2 separate regions of the Mus musculus genome follow, and region 1 is linked to region 2. Evidence: chromatin contacts called from public HiChIP or PLAC-seq data. All regions are on one chromosome and are shown on one strand. Each heading gives the region's core, a stretch centred on a gene start, on an enhancer-like site or on the middle of the called end of the contact. The rest is flanking DNA. Distances are from core to core; before and after follow the strand shown. Region 1 has its middle 15 kb from the start of Pilrb2. Region 2 holds the start of Pilra (paired immunoglobin-like type 2 receptor alpha).

Region 1 (4,047 bases), core at 454-2,953, 50 kb after region 2:
TCCTCTCCTCTCCTCTCCTCTCCTCTCCTCTCCTCTCCTCTCCTCTCCTCTCCTCTCCTCTCCTCTCCTCTCCCTCCTCCTCCTCTTCCTCCTCCTCTTCCTCCTCCTCTTCCTCCTCCTCTTCCTCCTCCTCCTCCTCCTCCTCCTCCTCCTCCTCCTCCTCCTCCTCTTCTTCTTCTTCTTCTTCTTCTTCTTCTTCTTCTTCTTCTTCTTCTTCTTCTTCTTCTTCTTCTTCTTCTTCTTCTCCTTCTCCTTCTCCTTCTCCTTCTCCTTCTCCTTCTCCTTCTCCTTCTCCTTCTCCTTCTCCTTCTCCTTCTCCTTCTCCTCTCTCTCTCTCTCTCTCTCTCTCTCTCTCTCTCTCTCTCTCCTCTCTTTCCACCTGCATTTCTATAATAAAGCTCTAAAACCATAGAGTGTCTCTGCTCATCAAGGCCCACTATGCTTGGAGGATGGGAACAGGCTTTCTCCTAATGAGCTGTTTCGAATCTCCCATTAGAAGGCCTTCCTGTGCTCCAGTCAAGATCTGCTGCGTGCACTTTCGCAGGTGTTGGGAACCTCTTCCCTCATCCCTCTCTCCTATAACCCCGGGGTTTTAGCAAGGTAGCTCCAGGAATCCCAGGTAGGGCTGCCCCTTGGCCACCCCCTGAAGAATGGGATAGAGGAATGCCCACCCAGGGCTGAGTGGAAAGTGTATGGCAGCTCTCCCATGCCTGACAGACCAGAGGATAGGGAAAACTCTGGTGGGATGTGGGCTCCCCCCTTTCCCAGGGCCCCCTTTTTAGTTCCCAACAGGGAATGTTTCTCGAATGGAAGGGTTCAGAGAGAAATAGGATGCCTTAAGCCTGTTCTCTCTCACCATTGCCATAGGATGACCAATTTGGGCATAAAAAGCAGAGAATCTGAATGCTGTGGATGGTCAGGAACTAGAATCTGAAGAGTCACTGAGTGTGGTCTGAGGGAGGCTCAGGGAAGATGAAGACTGGGTCAAGTCATGGAAGGTGATCAACTGTTAAAGGTGCCTTGTATGGTTCCCCCCCCCTCTCTCTCTTTCTGTGTGTGTGTGTGTGTGTGTGTGTGAGAGAGAGAGAGAGAGAGAGAGAGAGAGAGAGAGAGAGAGAGAGAGAAAGAGAAAGAGAAAGAGAAAGAGAAAGAGAAAGAGAAAGAGAAAGAGAAAGAGAAAGAGAAAGAGAAAGAGAAAGAGAAAGAGTGTGTTTTGTGAGTGTGTGTGCCCTTGTGCATGCTCAGGTGCACGCATATATAAATAAGTGTGCTCATATGGATGGAGTCCAGTTGACAACCTCAGGCATTATGATTAGGGACACCATTCTACTTGACTGTCAACCTGAGGTTTCTTTGCTTGGTTTCTTGGCATTTTGACTTTTTTTTTTTTTTTTTCGTTTTGATTTTCTGTGGTTTTGTTTGTTTTTTTGGTTTTATTTTTCTTGTTTTTTGCTTGTTTGTTTGTTCGGTTTGGTTACGTCTAGGATGAGACAATTTTTAGTATGTAGTGCTTGCTGCCCTGAAACTAGATAAATAGACCAGGTTAACTTCAAACTCAGAGAGATATATTTGTTTCTTCTCACAGAAGGGTTCAAATAGGAATTCAATTAAGTCCAAAACATGAAACCAGAAGAGAGCACGTGAATTTGGATTAAGAAGCCAGCAGGTGGCAGCAGTGGAGCAGGACACAAGGGACAGCTGGAATCCTGTAGAGCTCACCAGGGTCTGTTGTGTAAAAATGCTGAGGTTAAGAAAATGACATATGACAGTCTTGTCACGTTCAGTCCCTTCTTGGGTGAATTAGCAATTGAGTCACTGTTTAACTAGAGGCCCTTGAGAGTAAAGGAAAGGCAGATGAAATCTGGAGGTGAGGGCTCATGACCAGGAGGACATCCTCTCAGACCTAACTGCACCTAAGAATTTGCTTCATGTGGTAGAGCTTTCCTGGCAGGCATAGAACCAAATATTTTATATCCAACAGGAGATAAAGGGGCATGATGATGCTCACCTGTAATCCCTGCTCATGGGAAATTCAGTCAGGAGGATCTGTAGTCATTCATGGTCATTTTTGGCTATATAAAACGTTCAAGGACCACCTTGGGCTACTTGAGATGAAACTTAAATACACACACACACCAACTCTTTTTGAAAGAGACCATAGCACTAGACCTTCCATGTAGGGCCAATGAATCCCAAAGGCTCTGTGCCTTAGTGTCTTTAAGGGTACTATGGATATGTCCTCAGACCATGAGAGATTGTGTCTGGCTCAGGTCAAGGGATCTGAGGACCATGAGGACTGTGAGGAAGGCAGAGAAACAGAGATGGGAGAGGGCAGGCTGATAGCCAGCTACAGTGAAGCATGAACTAGGCAATCAATGCCAGGAAAGCTAAGGAAATGGGAAGATGCCTCTGCACAAGTCACTCAGGGAGAATGGAGCCACTTCCTCTGATACAATCATGAATCCTGCCTCTCAGGGAGCTTATGGCACCATGTCCTGGGCAAGGGTGGGATGAACCTCCTTAGAACTGTACTGAGGACACTACAGCCTCTCCCCCACCACCACTCATGTCTCCACCCAAGTTCAAAGCCAGCTGTGTCCAGTGTCAGCCTTGTCCCAGTCCTCATATCTTGAATGACACATGGATGCTCTGAGACATCTTCTCTCGCTTAGTCCAAAGAATCTGGTGTGACCATAACTAGAGGGAGTCACTCAAGGGCTTTGTGGAAAGAGCCTCCTCAGAGTCTGTGCTGAGCAGGTCGACTGAAGTCTCTATGTGGAATGGAAGACTCCAAGAACTCAATATGACTAAATCCAGTCAATGAGTCATGTGGCTGTCATGTGACATGTACCAGGACTTCTCTGATCCTTGTTTTCCTCTTTAGCGTGTGTTAGTGTGAGGGTGAGGGGAGTTAGAAAGGCTCCTTTTGAGACTGGAAAAGCCTTAGAGTCACTGTCCAAGAAGCCCAGGGTTGTTGGAGACTGTGCCACAGGGAGCAGGGCAAGGCAGAGAGAGTCCACCAGGTCTTGGTTCAGCCTGGGCACTGTGAAGGGTCCCTAAAACTCAAGAAAATGCCCAAGAGTAGATGGGGCAGGAAGGGTGAAGGGGAATCAGGGTAAGGGTGTCTCTATGCTAGCGCTGGTGACTTCATGTGTTTGCTCATCACCACCTTCCTCATTGTGTCTGAAGTGGTTTAGAGACTGACAACTTCATTATGTGAGATTCTTAGAGAGACTTGGGCATGCAGCATGGTGGGAGACATAATAAGAAACAGATTGAGGATGTGGAGGGAAGGAAAAAAGGAAATATAGAAGAAAGAAGACAGAGATTACAAGCTACTTAGGAAATGGAAAAGAGTAGATAAGGCAAAAGGTAAAGGTAGAAGAGAGGAGAACCAGTCATGCCAAGGTCTAATCCATGTCTCCCAGCCAACAATGAGAGCTGGGCCCAGAGCCCAGTTATGTTGTCAGTGACCACAAGGGAAGATCTTCTGCAACATCAGAAAACAAGAAGCCAAGTTGCTGGGCACAAGGAGGTGGAGATGGAGAGGACCGGCCCTGACTCAGCCCTCCACATGTGAAAGCTGGGGATCTGTCTCACATTTCCCTGGTTCTCTCTGGACTCCTGAGCACCCCTATGTCCCTATACAGGGCATCCTTGACTTCCTGATGGCTCTGCTGATCTTGCTTCCTGGAGGGTCTCTGGCTATGGCTTGGATCCTGCTTCTTCTGCTGTCAGCCGCTTGTTTGCATGCATGTTTGCATCTTTCTCACTAGCAAAGAATTAAACATAGGAGGGGACAGTGGGTTTTAAGTGGACAGGAGTCTGCTAGAGGAGCCTGCCAAGCATCTCTGAGCTCATCCCTCAGAGGGAGCCCAGCCCAACCTTTCCCTTGCTTTCCTGTCTCACCAGTCATAGGGACAGTCCTGCTTTGTGTCCCACCCCTGCATATTGATGAAGAATCAGGGTGCTCTGTGTTGTCCTTTCCAACTGTCCTCTGTCACTGTCTCTCACAGTGACTTCAGATTCTCCCTGTCCTTCCCAGAG
Region 2 (4,135 bases), core at 677-3,176:
GGGCATATGTACACACACACACACACACGCACACACACACACACACACACACACTCACAAACTCATACATATGCTTATACCATATATCCATGCTCCACAAAATTAAGACAGAAGGGAGGCAAGCAATAGAGGAAACTCAAGCAGAGGCCTTTTGTCTATGGATTGAGAGAAGCTTGGAGGAAAAGGCTCCCTTTCAAGGCCTGTGCATCACCAGTGTGACCCTGGACAGGAATTGAGCTCTGCTGGCGTCTGTGTCTTCCTCTGTACATAGACCATGAGAGTGCCCAGCAGTGGTGACTGACAGAGGCTGGGGTAATACCCACACAGTGACTAGGCTGGGCCTGAGTGCACTCCGTGTGGATGCAGTTACAGCTGCAATGGGGGAGATGAAGTAAACAGAAAACCTGATCATGCTCTAAGAACATGAGGGTCCACGTGGGAAAGACAGGAGTTGAGGAGGAAGGAGGGAGAAGAGGCAAATAAGGGAGACGAAAAAAGAAATGGAGGGAGAGATGGGGGACCCAGAGGCACATAGGGACTAGACGCTACCTACTGTGGTAGCCATGAGATATAATGTAAACCCTCCAGTTAACCAATACCCTGATGCAGGACCAAGGCAAGCCTGCTCCATCCTAGAGAAGCCAGATACCCATGGATTTCTAGCAGCGAGGGTGGGAGTGGACAGGATGAATAGTGCCAGATTGGAGAAAGGAGCAGGAAACTGGGCCCTCTGGGAAGAGTTGAGGCCAGGAAGTAGGGTGGTAAGACCGAGGGTACAATGAGGGGCCAGCTCAGAGAAAGCTGCTATGGTTTGCAGATGATTATGGAGAAGAGAAAAGACAAAGTTGGCAGACCTCTGGGGAGGGGAGAGACCACAGGAGAAAAATCTGTGTGAAATATCAGAAGTTTAGGCTCTCTAATGACATCTATGGCATAAGGAAGCCAGGGGCCACCAAAGGCAGGGCTGGGATGTACTCACCATTGGTCACATTGAGTTGGGTCCCAGGAATTGACTGCCAAAACTGTATGCCTTCTGTTGTTTGCAGAAAAACTCTGCCAAAGTACCGGGTCTGGTCAGACTCCTTCAAGTTCAGGATTCTGAGGACTCCAGATGTCTGACCCTGTGTCCAGTTCAGGATGAGCCGGCCCTTGAAGTGCTCATGTATGAAAGGCAGGGAGGAGTTGTAGATGAATTCCCCATGGAAATCCTTCCATCTCCAGGCTATGCTCATCTGTGGATCCTTGGCCAACTTCCAGGGGAAGTAGAAGGAGAAGGGGATGTCGATGGAGCCACCCTGGACTCCAGAGCAGCTTTCAGGTTGGTTGACCCCAAAGCCATTTTTTCTGTTGGATCTTTCTGAATTTCCTGGGAAGGATGGGGAGACTCTGAAGCCACTGCAGGGGACAGTGACAGGAAACATAGAAAGGACAACACAGAACATTCTGAGACTTCTTGCACAGGCAGGGCTGAGACACAAGGCAGGACTGTCCCTAACGCTAGTGGGACAGGAAAGAGAGTGAAGGGTTGGGTTGGGCTCCCTCTGCAATGTTAACAGACTCTTGGGGCAGAGGGTCCTGGCTGGCTCCTCTAGCAGACACCTGTACACATGACTCCCTTCTCTTCCCAGCCCCACTGTCCCCTCCTGAGGTTAAGTCCCTGCTAGTGAGGTCACTACCACTCACCAGCATGCAGACAGGCTGATGAGAGCAGAAGCAGGATCTGAGCCATGGCTGGAGTCCCTCCAGGAAGCGAGATCAGCAAAGCCATCAGGAAGGCAAGGATGCTCTGTCTAGGGACACTGGAGTGCTCAGGAGTCCAGAGAGAACCAGGGTAAAGTGAGACAGATCCCCAGGCCTTCACATGTGGAGGACTGAGTTGGGGCAGGACCTCTCCATCTCCACCTCCTTGTGGCCAGCAACTTCCTTTATTGATCTGGCTTCTTTTTTTCCCATGTTGCAGAAGATCCGCCCTGTGGTCACTGACAACATAACTGGACTTTGGCCCAGCCCCCATTGTTGGCTTGGAGACATGGCTTTGTCCTCAGGAGGCAGGGCTCTCCTCTCTTCCACCTTCATCTTCTATCTTATCTACTGTTTTCCATTTCCTAAGTGGCTTGTAATCTCTGTTTCCCTTCCTCTATTTTTCTTCTATTCTTTCCTTCCCCCTACTCAATCTCTTTCTCATTATGTCTCTCATCATGCTGGTTGTCACATTTCTCTCTAATTATCTCACCTAATGAAGTTGTCAGTTTCTAAATCACCTCAGACACAATGAGGAAGGTGTAATTAAGAAACACAGTAAGTCCCAGGCCCTAGCACAGTAACCCCCTTACCCTGCTCTTCCTTCCCCCTCTCTGTTCCCATCACAACTTGCCCTTTCTTGTCTTTCAGGGAGCCTTCACAGTGCCCAGGCAGAATCAAGGCTTTGAGGATCCTCTCCACCTTGCCCTGATCTCTGTGGCAGAGCCTCCAACTTCCCTGGGCTTCTTGGACAGTGACTCTAAAGCTACTCCAGTTTCTAAAGGAGCCTTTCTGCCTCTCCTCCTCCTACCATAACACTCACTCAGAAGAGGATAACAAGGATCAGAGAAGTCAAGGCACATGTCATACAACAGCCACATGGCTCATTGACTGGACTTTAGTCACATTGAGTTCTTGGAGTCTTCCATTCCACACAGAGACTTCAGTTTACCTGCTCAGTGCTGCCTCTGAGGAGGCTCTTTCCACAAAGCTCTTGAGTGACTCCCTCTAGTTATGGCCACACTAGAACCTTCTTTGGACTAAGTGGGCAAACACAGCTCTGAGCAGCTATGTGTCATTCATGATGTAAGGCCTGGGACATGGCTGACAGTGGACACAGCTGGCCTGTGACTTGGGTTGAAAGGTTGGGGCAGAGGCTGTGGTGACCTCAGGGCTGGTTCTAAAGAGGTTCAAACTACTCTTCCTCAGGACATGGTGCCATCAGCTTCCTGAAGGGCACAAACACATGATGGTGTCAGAGGAAGTGGCATCAATCTCCCTGAGTGACATGTGCAGAGGCCTCTTCCCATTTCCTTAGGTTCCCTGGCATTGATTGCCTTGTTCCTGCTTCCCTGCAGCTGGCTTTGCAGCCTGCCCTCTCTCATGTCTGCTTCTCTGACTCCCTTCACAGTCCCCATGGTCCTCAGATCCCTTGTTCTGATCCAGACACAAACTGTCATGTCCTGACAGTTTGTATTCATCTGTATTCATAGTACCCTTGGAGACACTGAGGCACAGAGCCTATGGGATGAGTTGGCCCCAGATGGAAGGTTAGTCAGATCAGGGACTAGGGGTGTGTGTGTGTGTGTGTGTGTGTGTGTGTGTGTGTGTTTAAATTCTATCTCAAGAAGCCCAAAGTGGTCCTAAAACTTAGTATATAGCCAGAGATGACCACGAAGGACTAGCGAACCTCCTGCCTGGTGCTCCCATGAGCAGAGATTCCAAGTGTGCCCCATCCTGTCCCTTTATCTATTGTTGGACATAAAACCTTTGGTTGGACTCTGTGGAGGGCAATCTGACAGGTGAGAGTTTGGAATACAGAGGCCAGCAGTCTCTGGGACAGGCGAGAGCCACAGAGCCTCTGAGGCAGCGCCATTTTCGGCTCCAAACAACCAGCCACATTCCTGGTCAGAGCACAGGTGTCTGCCCGGCCCGAGAAGCTTCTGCCTCAGGCTCTGTGGGAGCCAGCTTGGTTCCGGGACTCCGTGGAGGGCAGTCTGCACAGGTGAGAGTGTGGAATACAGAGGCCAGCAGTCTCTGGGACAGGCGAGAGCCACAGAGCCTCTGAGGCGGCGCCATTTTCAGCTCCAAACAACCGGCCACCTTCCTGGTCAGAACACAGGTGTCCGCCTGGCCGAGAGGCTTTTGCCTCAGGCTCCACGGGAGCCACCTTGGTTCCGGGACTCCGTGGAAAGTAGTCTACACAGGTGAGAGTGTGGACTACTGAAACAATGGCTTCTGTGACAGGCCAAAGCAACACAGCTCTGGGAAAGATCCTGTTTTGGGCCTTCATCTTCGGCCAGGAGGAGGTCCAAACACCAGATAACTGTGCACCTTCCCTGAAAGAGGAGACCTTGCCTGCAGAGACTGCTCTGACCACTGAAACTCAGAGGAG

Evidence for each region. HiChIP or PLAC-seq counts read pairs in DNA pulled down with a chosen protein or histone mark.
Region 1: an H3K4me3 HiChIP or PLAC-seq map of bone marrow-derived macrophages shows a contact between it and region 2, with 2.8 times the contacts expected there. The contact joins the enhancer-like site here to the promoter of Pilra in region 2. A contact is called at or near these places in 3 of 39 promoter capture datasets (the C10 cell line, embryonic stem cells and neutrophils), 1 of 15 datasets of contacts at CTCF or cohesin (CD8 T cells), 2 of 484 Hi-C or Micro-C datasets (bone marrow-derived macrophages and fibroblasts), 4 of 115 datasets of contacts at active chromatin or transcription factors (the HPC-7 cell line, bone marrow-derived macrophages, intestinal crypt epithelium and 1 more) and 3 of 9 other capture datasets (adipose tissue, liver and pancreatic islet).

The regions. Positions count from the first base shown.
Region 1 is chr5:137,884,403-137,888,449 of GRCm38.p6, forward strand. It overlaps the pseudogene Gm3103. Among named protein-coding and RNA genes, the nearest start is that of Pilrb2, 15 kb to the left of the region's middle. Within about 2 kb of position 1,704, at least 9 of the 459 cell types and tissues checked have an H3K27ac peak or open chromatin away from gene starts, as enhancers often do. A contact at or near this core is called in bone marrow-derived macrophages, where this site is marked.
Region 2 is chr5:137,834,352-137,838,486 of GRCm38.p6, forward strand. Pilra (paired immunoglobin-like type 2 receptor alpha) reads right to left here and starts at 1,927. Exons shown (of 7, transcript NM_153510.3): 1 at 1,684-1,927; 2 at 980-1,366. The coding sequence starts at 1,768.